Linked DNA regions of Ovis aries: region 2 is linked to region 1. Evidence: chromatin contacts called from public Hi-C data. All regions are on one chromosome and are shown on one strand. Each heading gives the region's core, a stretch centred on a gene start, on an enhancer-like site or on the middle of the called end of the contact. The rest is flanking DNA. Distances are from core to core; before and after follow the strand shown.

Evidence for each region. A called contact is a pair of places that touch in the nucleus more often than the background predicts.
Region 2: a contact with region 1 is called in a Hi-C map of hypothalamus, with 5 times the contacts expected there. The contact joins two enhancer-like sites. A contact is called at or near these places in 8 of 16 Hi-C or Micro-C datasets (blood, hypothalamus, liver and 3 more).

The regions. Positions count from the first base shown.
Region 1 is chr3:206,959,846-206,964,804 of ARS-UI_Ramb_v3.0, reverse strand. No RefSeq gene overlaps it. Among named protein-coding and RNA genes, the nearest start is that of GDF3, 36 kb to the right of the region's middle. Within about 2 kb of position 1,919, at least 1 of the 54 cell types and tissues checked has an H3K27ac peak or open chromatin away from gene starts, as enhancers often do.
Region 2 is chr3:207,117,441-207,122,502 of ARS-UI_Ramb_v3.0, reverse strand. No RefSeq gene overlaps it. Among named protein-coding and RNA genes, the nearest start is that of FOXJ2, 29 kb to the left of the region's middle. Within about 2 kb of position 2,657, at least 39 of the 54 cell types and tissues checked have an H3K27ac peak or open chromatin away from gene starts, as enhancers often do.

The DNA of each region.
Region 1 (4,959 bases), core at 670-3,169:
GGATTTTCCAGGCAAGAATGATGGAGTTGGGTTGCCATTTTATTCTCCAGGGGATCTTCCCGACCCAGGGATCTTCTGGATAGAGGGGTCGAACCTGCGTCTCTTGTGTCTCCTGCATTTATACCACTACACCAAACAGGAAGCCCTATCTATATCTTGCAGTCTTACCCAATCAAACACAGGAATTTGGTCAGAGGATGGTTTTTCTTTCTCTTAAGGCAGATATTTTCATTCTCTTCTGCATAGTTTAGCACTCATCCCAAAGATAGTTTGGTGGAAAACATTTTGCCTTAATTAAAAATCATATTTTCCCTTGGTCATTTGAGCGTCTCTGCTGCCTCCTTTCCTGCCTGTGGACAGGCTTCCTGGTAAACATCTTTGTGTTTCTCTTAGAGAGAAGTCAGAGATGACTTCTAGTCACAGATATCTCAGGCATGAAGAAGTCTTCACTTTTAAGTTCTCTCTGGGTGCAAATCCTGAAACCTAAATAAAAGCCCTGCTTCTCTGCAGTAGCCACAGCTTAGCTGGCCTTTCAATTTCTGCTAGATTAGACGCAGTGGAGTCAGGATTGCCAGTTTCATTCACGAAGGTCTTTTTATTTATTTTGGCCATGCCCTAAGGCATTTGGGGATCTTGGTTCCCTGACCAAGGATAGAACCTGTGGCACCAGCATTGAACATGGGGAATCCTAACCACTGGACCACCAGAAGTCCCTACCGTCCTCTTTTCAGTTCACCATAGAAGGATCTCTAAGACTCATTTAGCTTTTTACTCTCTCAGTTCAGTCGACATTAATTCAGTTCAGTTCAATTCAGTCGCTCAGTCGCCTCTGACTCTTTACGACCCTGTGGACTGCAGCACGCTAGGCTTCCTATCCATCACCAACTCCTGGGACCTACTCAAACTCATGTCCATTGAGTCGGTGATGCCATCCAACCATCTCATCTTCTGTTGTCTCCTTATCCTCCCGCCTTCAATTTTTCCCAGCATCAGGGTCTTTTCCAATGAGTCAGTTCTTCGCATCAGGTGGCCAAAGTATTGGAGTTTCAGCTCCAGCATCAGTCCTTCCGATGAATATTCAGGACTGATCTCCTTTAGGATTGACTGGTTGGATCTCCTTGCAGTCCAAGGGACTCTAAAGAGTCTTCTCCAACACCACAGTTCAAAAGCATCAGCTCTTCGGCGCTCAGCTTTGTTTACAGTCCAACTCTCAACTTTTACGCTCTAGCCTGTGGTATATGTCCACGGGGTCGCAAAGAGTTGGACACGACTGAGCGACTTCACGTCTTTCACTTTCTGTGGTGTATGTCCCGATGGCGCCATCTGCTGCCACGAAGAGGAATAGAACTTCATCGTTCACACTTTAGAATGGCAATGCAAAGGTGATGGTGATTAAAAACTAGCTGCCTTCTGCTGCTGCTGTTTAATAAAAATCTTTCTGGACTGAAGCATTCATGAGTGGCATTGGTGGCTCAGTGTTTGTTTGCTTATATTTTAAGTCTGCAGCTGCTGTTATAGTGCATGCGTGGTCAGTCGTGTCCGACTCTTTGCGACCCCACAGACTGTGGGGTCCTCTGTCCATGGGATTTTCCCAGACAAGAACACTGGAGTGGGTTGCCATTTTCTTCTCCAATATTAATAGTACTCCAACCTATTTTCTTTTTCCCTCATGACAAGGTTTTACTTAGAATCAATTAAAAACATGTATGTAGGGACTTTCCTCCTGGTCTAGTGGTTGGGACTCTTCACTTTCACTGCTGAGGGCGAGGATTCAGTCCCTGGTCGAGGAACTAAGATCCCTGCAAGTCTAACAGCCAAAGACACACACACACAAATCAGAATAAGCAAACAAAGAAACATATATGTAGGCTAATGGGCCACAGTGGCAGCAGTGGGCAGTGGCGTTCACATGGTTGACCATTCCTCAGCGTGTCTGCCACCAGTGTCCATGTCCCCACCTCACCCGCCTCTAGGAGACTCTCCAAGACCAGCAGCTGGAGACTGAGAAAGTCAAGATTAGGATGCCGGGAGAGTCAGTGCTTGATAAGAGTTCTAGCTAGCAGTCAGCTGTCTTCTCACTCTATGGTCACATGGAGGAGCAAGGGAGCTCCCTGCAGTCTCTTTTATAACAGTACTAATCTCATGGAGAAGGAAATGGCAACCCACTCCAGTATTCTTGCTTGGAGAATCCCATGGACGGAGAAGCCTGGTGGGCTACAGTCCACGGGGTTGCAAAGAGTCGGATACAACTGAGCGACTTCACTCACTCACTCACTCACTCACTCACTCAATCTCATTCAGGAGGCTCCATCCTCATGACCTATTCACCTCCCAGAGGCCCCACTTCCAAATACTATCATTCGGGGGATTCGATTTCAGCATATGAATTTGGGGGGCACACACAATCTGCAGCAAGGAGGGTGTGTGTTTTGTTCATTTGTGTGGCCCCATTACAACACACTATGCCTGACATATGATAGATGTTCAGTTCATATTCACTGAATTTGAGGAATGAATGCATCCATGAATGAATTTGTTAATAAAGGAATAAATGGCTCTGAAACATACATATATAATTTTTCAAAAATATATTTTGCTTCAGACACCATTGGTATCTTGTGATTTCCCGGAACTCTTTCATTTTTATATGAGTTTTCAATTATATTTTTTTCTCAGCTTTTATAGAGATTGAATTGAGGTATAACATTGTGTAAGTTTAGAGTGTGATGATTCAATACATGTATATATTGCAAAATGTTTTCCATAATAAGATTAGTTCTATCCTTCACCTCCATAATTAACTTTTTTTTGGAAAGCCCGTTTATTTCTTTAAAACTTTTTGGCACAGCTTGTGGGATCTTACTTCCCCAAGCCCTTGGCAGCCAGAAAACAGAGTCCTAACCACTAGCCCACCAGGGAACTCCCTTGTTGCTGTTGTTACAATAAGAGCAGTAAACTCTCCCCGTGGAGCAGCCTTCAAGTATATAATGGAGTGTTTAACTATAGTCACCATGCTGTTCAGCAGATTCTCAAAACTTATTCATCTTATAACTTGAAGTTTGTATCCTTGACCAACATCCCATATTCCCTACCTCTCCCCACCTAGCCCCTGGCAACACTGTTCCACTCTATTAGTTTAATGTTTTAGATTTCACATGTAAGTGAGATTATTCAGTGTTTGTCTTTCTCTGACATTTCATTTCGCATAATATCCTCAAAGTTCATATTGTTGCAATGGCAGAATTTCTTTCTTCTTTCTGACTGAATAATATTCCATTGTGTATATGTGTGTGTATCATTTTTTTCTTTTTCTTTTGGCTGCACTGAGTCTTTGTTGTGGCACTTGTGTTTCTCTGGTTGTGGTGCAAGGGATCAAACCCATGTCCCCTGCGTTGGAAGGCAAGTTCTTAATCACTGGACCACGAGGGAAGTTCCAAGTATCATATCTTCTTTATCCATTCAACCATCAACGGACGTTTAGGTTGTTTCCATGTCTTAGCTATTGTGAATAGTGCTGCAATTAACATAGGGGTACAGCTAGCTCTTGGAGACACTGATTTTATTTCTTTTGAATATACCTAGAAGTGCAATTACTAGATCACATGGTAGCTCTATTTTTAATTTTTTGAGGAACTCCCAACCTGTTTTCCATACTGGCTGTACTGATTTTCATTCTTACCAGCACTGTACCGTGGTCCCTTTTCTCTATATCCTCACCAGTGTTTGTTATCTCTTTTCTTTTTGATAATAGTCATCCTATTGTGTGAGGTTCTCTTATATGTTTTAAGCTTACAAAATGAATGTAATTGTCATGTGTTTTTATTCATAAAAGCTGGATTTGTGCCTTATCTTTTAAAAAGAATATATATTTAAAGATTTTCTGGAGTTTCATCAATTTTATAAGTTCTTTTAATGAACCAATTTTTAACTCCATTGATTTTCTTTATTGGCTTGCCATTTCCTGAATTTCCTTAAAATTTTCTTTATAAAATTATGTGTTTGTGATTTTAAAAATAACATAAAATTCACCATTTTAACTATAACTAACTTTAAAGTTTGACTAACTTTAAGTGTTCAGTTCAGCAGTACTGAGTATATTCACATTATTGTGGCTCCAATCTATTTCTAACCCTAGTATCAAAGTATTCTCTTTGGGTCAGTGCAGTCTCTGCAGTGTTCCTCACTAAATCGTCAGAATCATCACAAAAGTGAAAAGTTCAAAGTTTATTCCCATGAGGATTGAGCAGCTATTTCACTGATGGGAATCAGCGAGTCCCGGGACACTGTTTCACTCCTCCTGTCCCAATCACATGGAATGTGCCAGGTTTGTTTCCATCATTTCTATTTTTATTTTTATTGTGGAGGGAACATTGCGTGGTTTTAAATATACTCTCACTCAGAAGCAAAAAAACCTGTCCCCTCCTGTGTGTAGATTTCTTAAGAGTGGTAGCATTTACATTTACCAGCTTGTAATTGATGTCTCGAGCATAAAGTTTGCATCCGCTTTTAAGTAAATGTATTTCATTTCCTTGTAGAAAGTTTGGGAAATATTTTTTAAAATGAAGAAAATATGAATAAATAAATAAATAAAATTCCAACCATGTGAAATGAGTTACCGTGAAGGTCTTTTTTCCCTCCAACCTTTTATTTTATTTCTTTATTTAGGCTGGGATGGGTCTTCCTTGCTGTGCGCAGGCTTCCCCAGTTGTAGGCTCAGTAGTTACAGTGTGTGGGATCTTAGTTCCCTGACAAGGGATTGAACCCAGGCCCCCTGCATTGGGAAAGCAGAGCCTTAACCACTGGACCACAGGGGAAGTCCCCATCCCTCTAACATTTTAAAACTTTCTCTCAAAAAAAATATTCTCTCTCACCCTGGAGACCATGAGTGATGGGAGATCAGGGTTGTTTGGGGAAAGGGAAACTGAGAAAAGGCTGTGACATTCAAGGAAGGACTGAGTG
Region 2 (5,062 bases), core at 1,408-3,907, 160 kb before region 1:
AACCCACTCCAGTATTGCCTGGAGAATCCCATGGACAGAGGAACTGGTGGGCTGCAGTCCATGGAATCGTAAAGAGTTGGACACAACTAAGCAACTAACACTTTCACTTCACTCACAATAGTATTTTTAAAGTCATCACTAACATAATATTACATAAAAGTCACTTTTGATAGTGGTTTAAGGAATCGGTGGAATTTACTTTAAAGGGAGCACAGATGCAGGGCGCTTGTCTTGAAAAGGAACTTAAGGTCCAGAAAATAATTATTTCTGTCATTACTATGAAGGAATGTATGATAAGAATTTTATACGGTCAATTTATATTGAGAATTAACCAGGTGGAGTTGGGTTCAGATGATCCTAATTTTGTTGCTGCTGCTAAGTTGCTTCAGTGCAACCCCATAGATGGCAGCCCACCAGGCTCCCCCGTCCCTGGGATTCTCCAGGCAAGAACACTGGAGTGGGTTGCCATTTCCTTCTCCTAACTTTGTTAGCACCCTCCAAAGCATCACAGTCAAGAGCCAGTTGGACTTCTCTCCATCAGACCTGATCACAATGTTGACCTTGGCCATGACATGCCTATTTGATCTGGTGCTTGTTGGCCTTGACCCCAGAGTGAACACAAGTATATTGTTGTCTTCTTCATGGATCACCCAGGTCAGCAGGCCTTGATGGTGGCACAGGGTCAGGCCTCCTCCTCCTGGGAGTGCTCTTCCAGGGGTGTTGGGCTGCCTTCAGAGGCAGATGTAGATGTCTTTCAGCACCGCTTCCCTCGCTTTCAGCACCATCTTTATGAAAAAGGCAAGAATCTTTAAAATGGACACCTTGATACCCACCCTGCTTGAGAAATAGAATCTCGTATGTATTGTAAGAGTCTGCCAACATCTCACCTTCTCAGAAGCATCTACTTTTTTGAAGTCTGTCTTTATCTAAAGGAGAGTGTTGTTAAGGGATATGATGGTATTGATCTAGTAGAAAGGGAAATGAGATGATATAAGGGAAATGTGTTTAGGATGAAATTCTTGAGTAAGGTGAGAGGGAAAGGAGTCAGTTCTGTGGTGGAGGGACCAGCCTTAGCCGATGGGTGGTTGTTGTCCAGTCGCTCAGTCGTGTCCCACTCTGTGCGACTCCACAGACTGTAGCCCCCCAGGCTCCTCTGTGCATGGGATTCTCCAGGCAAGAATACTGGAGTGGGTTGCCATTTCCTTCTCCAGGGGATCTTCCTGAGCCGGGGAGCAGGAGACAGTTCATCCATTTCAACAAGAAGCAAGCTGAGAGTGTGGATACTGATTCAGGTAGATTTGATAATGAATTAGAATGGTGAGAAATTTCTTTCGTTTTTCAAAGAAATAAGAAATGAGATTATCAACTCAGTGTGAAAAAGGACAAGGAGATCTTGGAAATTTGAGGTGGGAGGAAAAGGTGTGAAATTGTTATACAATAGGGAGTGAATTTGGGAAAATAAAGCTTTGCAGAGCAGTTCCGAGAGCTCACTTGAGATTATCATCTAATTCAATGTGATACCAGTTAGCATGGTTGCAGGTTTTTCTCCAGTTATATTTATTTAGTTAGTGAATGCAAGCAAGCAGAGTAACTAGAGTTGGATTTAACCAAGGGTTGGGGTTTTACCCAGGAATATAACAGGAGGGAGAAAAGTGTTAAGGAGTTGCAAGTTTTTGCAAAGTAGTGCTTATAGTGATGAATCTAACCATTTAAGTTAGGGGATATGGAAAGTAAAAATAGAAGGGTGATGAAGTGAAAATTTAATAGAGTTAATAACTTAGAGATCCTGCTCCTATTAAGAAATGGTTAAAGGAGAATTCCCTGACCATCCAGTGGTTAAAACTGCCTTTCAAAGCAGGGGGTGCGGGTTTGATCAGGGAGCTAATAAGATCCCACATGCCTCATGGCCAAAACACGAGATCAGAAGCACTATCAATTTCAAGAAAGACTTTAAAAATGGTCCACATTAAAAAAAAAAAAAAATTGTTGGAGAGGCCATGATCAGTGTGAGATTCAAGAAACAGAGGTTTGGGAAGAAAAGCATTTATTTTTAATGACTCAGGCTAGGGTGTCACCATGAAAATGAGTGCGAGGTGGACTGGAAAATAGGATGATTGGAAATGAGCGGACAAGGAACTGAGGCCAACACAGGGCTGAACTGTTTCCAGGGATGACGCAGCCGCTAGGAATGATGACAGCAGGCGTTGTGTAACCAGGAGAATGAGTCAGGTTTTCAGATTTCCAGGGAATGAAGGGAAGTGGCCCAGGGGATCACAGACTGCAATATCCTGATGGCACACACTTCAGAGGCCCCGAGTCTTTGAAGGACTAGAGGAAGAGAAAGAGTTGGGATTAGGCAGTGTGGCTCTCCAGGCCTTCCAGTGAAACAGCTGAACCCACGCTGAGACTTGTAGAGGAGTGGGGTCCTCTTCCTTGGAAGATCAAAAAAAAGAAATGACGTTTACGCTGGACTTTGAAAGATGGAATGAATTTTGAGAGAAAAAGACGTGGAAAGATGTTTCCGAACAGAGATAAGGCCATGACCCCAGCGGAGGGAGCTAACGCTGGCGGTTCCGCCCTGGTGCCCCTGCCAAACGCCCGGGGTCGCCCCAGTCGCCTGGTAAACCGTCGGCCGCTAGGTGGCAGTGTGTGCCTTTGGGGCACCCTCCCTGCTCTTGTGGGTTTACAGGAGGTGGAAATGAGAATCCAGCCGAGATGAGCTAATGATGGGTTGGTGTATTTAGTCAGGCTCGAGTGTGTGGTCCTAGAAGTGAATTGGCAGCGCCCGCAAAAGAAAAGAATAAACTTGAGAACGCTTAGGCGAAAGATCAGGCAGAAGGTTAAAGGAACGGATGGGCTTTGATGTGATATAAGAATCAGAGAAAGGCAGAGACTTGGGCAGGGGTGTGTGCGCCCGAGCAACATGGAAGGAGAGACAGATACAGTAATCTCCGTTTTGGCTTGTTTACTCAGAAAATAATTTTGAAAAACTATACAACCTGTCCCCTGCCCCCCCCATCTACCCCTCCCCCTCACACACACTCATTTTTAAGTTGATATCTAAAATGTTTTAATTACTTTCCGGGATTAGTTTCTGCTGTCTCGATGGGTTTCAGGGCTATTGTTAGCCTTTCTGGTACCTTTGTGCAGATTGAGAAAAGGGGTGCCTGGTGGGGGTGGGGGGAAGCGGAATGGGCAGTTTTCTAGGGACCCTCCCTCTGTGCAGAGAAAACATGCCCCTCCCTCTGGTTGAGGAGCAGAGCTAGCCTGTAATTGCGGCTGTATTTCAGGCTCCCCTTGCCCCTAAATTACAACCATACATGGGTCTTCCCTGGCGGTCCAGTGGTTAAGACTTCACCTTCCAATGTAGGGGCTGTGGGTTTGATCCCTGGTTAGGGAACGAAGATCCCACATGCCTTGCGGTCAAAAAGCCAAAACATAAAATAGAAGCAATATTGTAACACATTCAGTAAAGACTTTAAAAATGGTCCACATCAAAGAGGGGAAAAAAAAACAAAAACAAAAACAAAACACCACTTTTAAGAGCTTCCCTGGTGGCTCAGTGGTAAAGAATCAGCCTGCCAATGCTGAAGTTCCCCATGTGCCACAACTAGTGAGCTTGTGCTCTACCGCCAGAGAAGTGCAGCTGCTGAAGCCGGCAAACCGTAGAGCTTGTGCACCAACTAGAGAGTGGCCTCCACTTACTGCAACTAGAGAAAAGCCCCCACAGCAATGACCCAGCAGAGACAAAAATCAGAAAGGTAAAAAATAATCCTTTAAAAATAAAGATTTTTTTAAAATAAGAAATTACAACCATATATGTGGGTTCCTGTAGAGTTTTTTAAACCTTTGATTACAAACATAACTCATTCCATATGTAGAATTATCAACTGCGTGACAAAGCCATTGTCCTTGGGCAAGCCAGTAAGCCAAATCATACTTGGTTTGTGTCAGAAAAATTCTGACTTTATTTCAAATAAAAATGTTAACTTCTGTCTTTGTACCAACCATCTTCTCAATTCAGACAGATGTTCTGGAACTTTGCTGAGGGTTTTTTTTTTTTTTTTTTAACCAGTTGATGCTTCTAAAACTCTAGCATGTTTAGGAGTCACTTGGAAGGCTTGGTGTTACTACGAGTTTTTTGGTCCCTACCTTTCAGAGAGTCTGACCCAGCAAGTCTGGAGTGGAACTGTCAGTTTTCACACCTAACAAGCCCCTAGGAGATGCTAAAGTCACCCATCCATGGATGGTCACCCTCTGAATATCACTGGGAAGACGCTTCCCCCTCTAATCATTCCCATTAATGCCATATTGACTATCAGAGCTCTATCTCTCAGGAACTACGCACTCTTAAATTGTGCCTGTTGCACCGTAGTAAAAACTTAAGATGGGTTAGAGATAACCTTTTTTTTTTTTTTTTTTTTTTTACAAAGTAGGAGAAAGCAGTGGAAAGGAAGATGAGAAAGAAAAAAGGGTCAACCAGGCATATTCTTAAGAAAAACAATTTTAGAAAACTCATAAAGCTGAAGTCTTGGAAAATTATTTTGATCAAAAATGGGTGGAGAAGAAAGGGAGGGATGACTAGGTGGAGCATAGAGGATTTCTGAGGCAGTGAAAGAACACTGTGTGACCAGCATGCTAGATCTGAGTCGTTATACGTTTGTCCCAGCACATAGACTGTACGCCACCAAGAGTAAACGCTAATGGAAGCTATGTAGGCTTATCCACTGTAAGCAGTGTACCATTCTGGTGGGGGTGTTGATAATGTATTTTTTTAAAAGCCCAGTTTGAAGCCTACTGTAGTAAAATTGTGTGTGAAATATGACTAATTAATTACAACTTTTTTTTTTAAGTCTGTGTATTTCATGTTATTAGGCTGATGTCTTAACAAAGAGCATTTACGGACTAGAAGGAACAGTGGTAAATGTGTAGGGTAAAAAGGACTCATAGCCAGATCAAAAATATGAAGCTGTGGGTATATCCCATGACCTATTTAGATTTCTTCTTATGGTCCCAGCATTGCCAATCAACCATCTGGGGAACAAGCGGGGGTGGGCGGTCA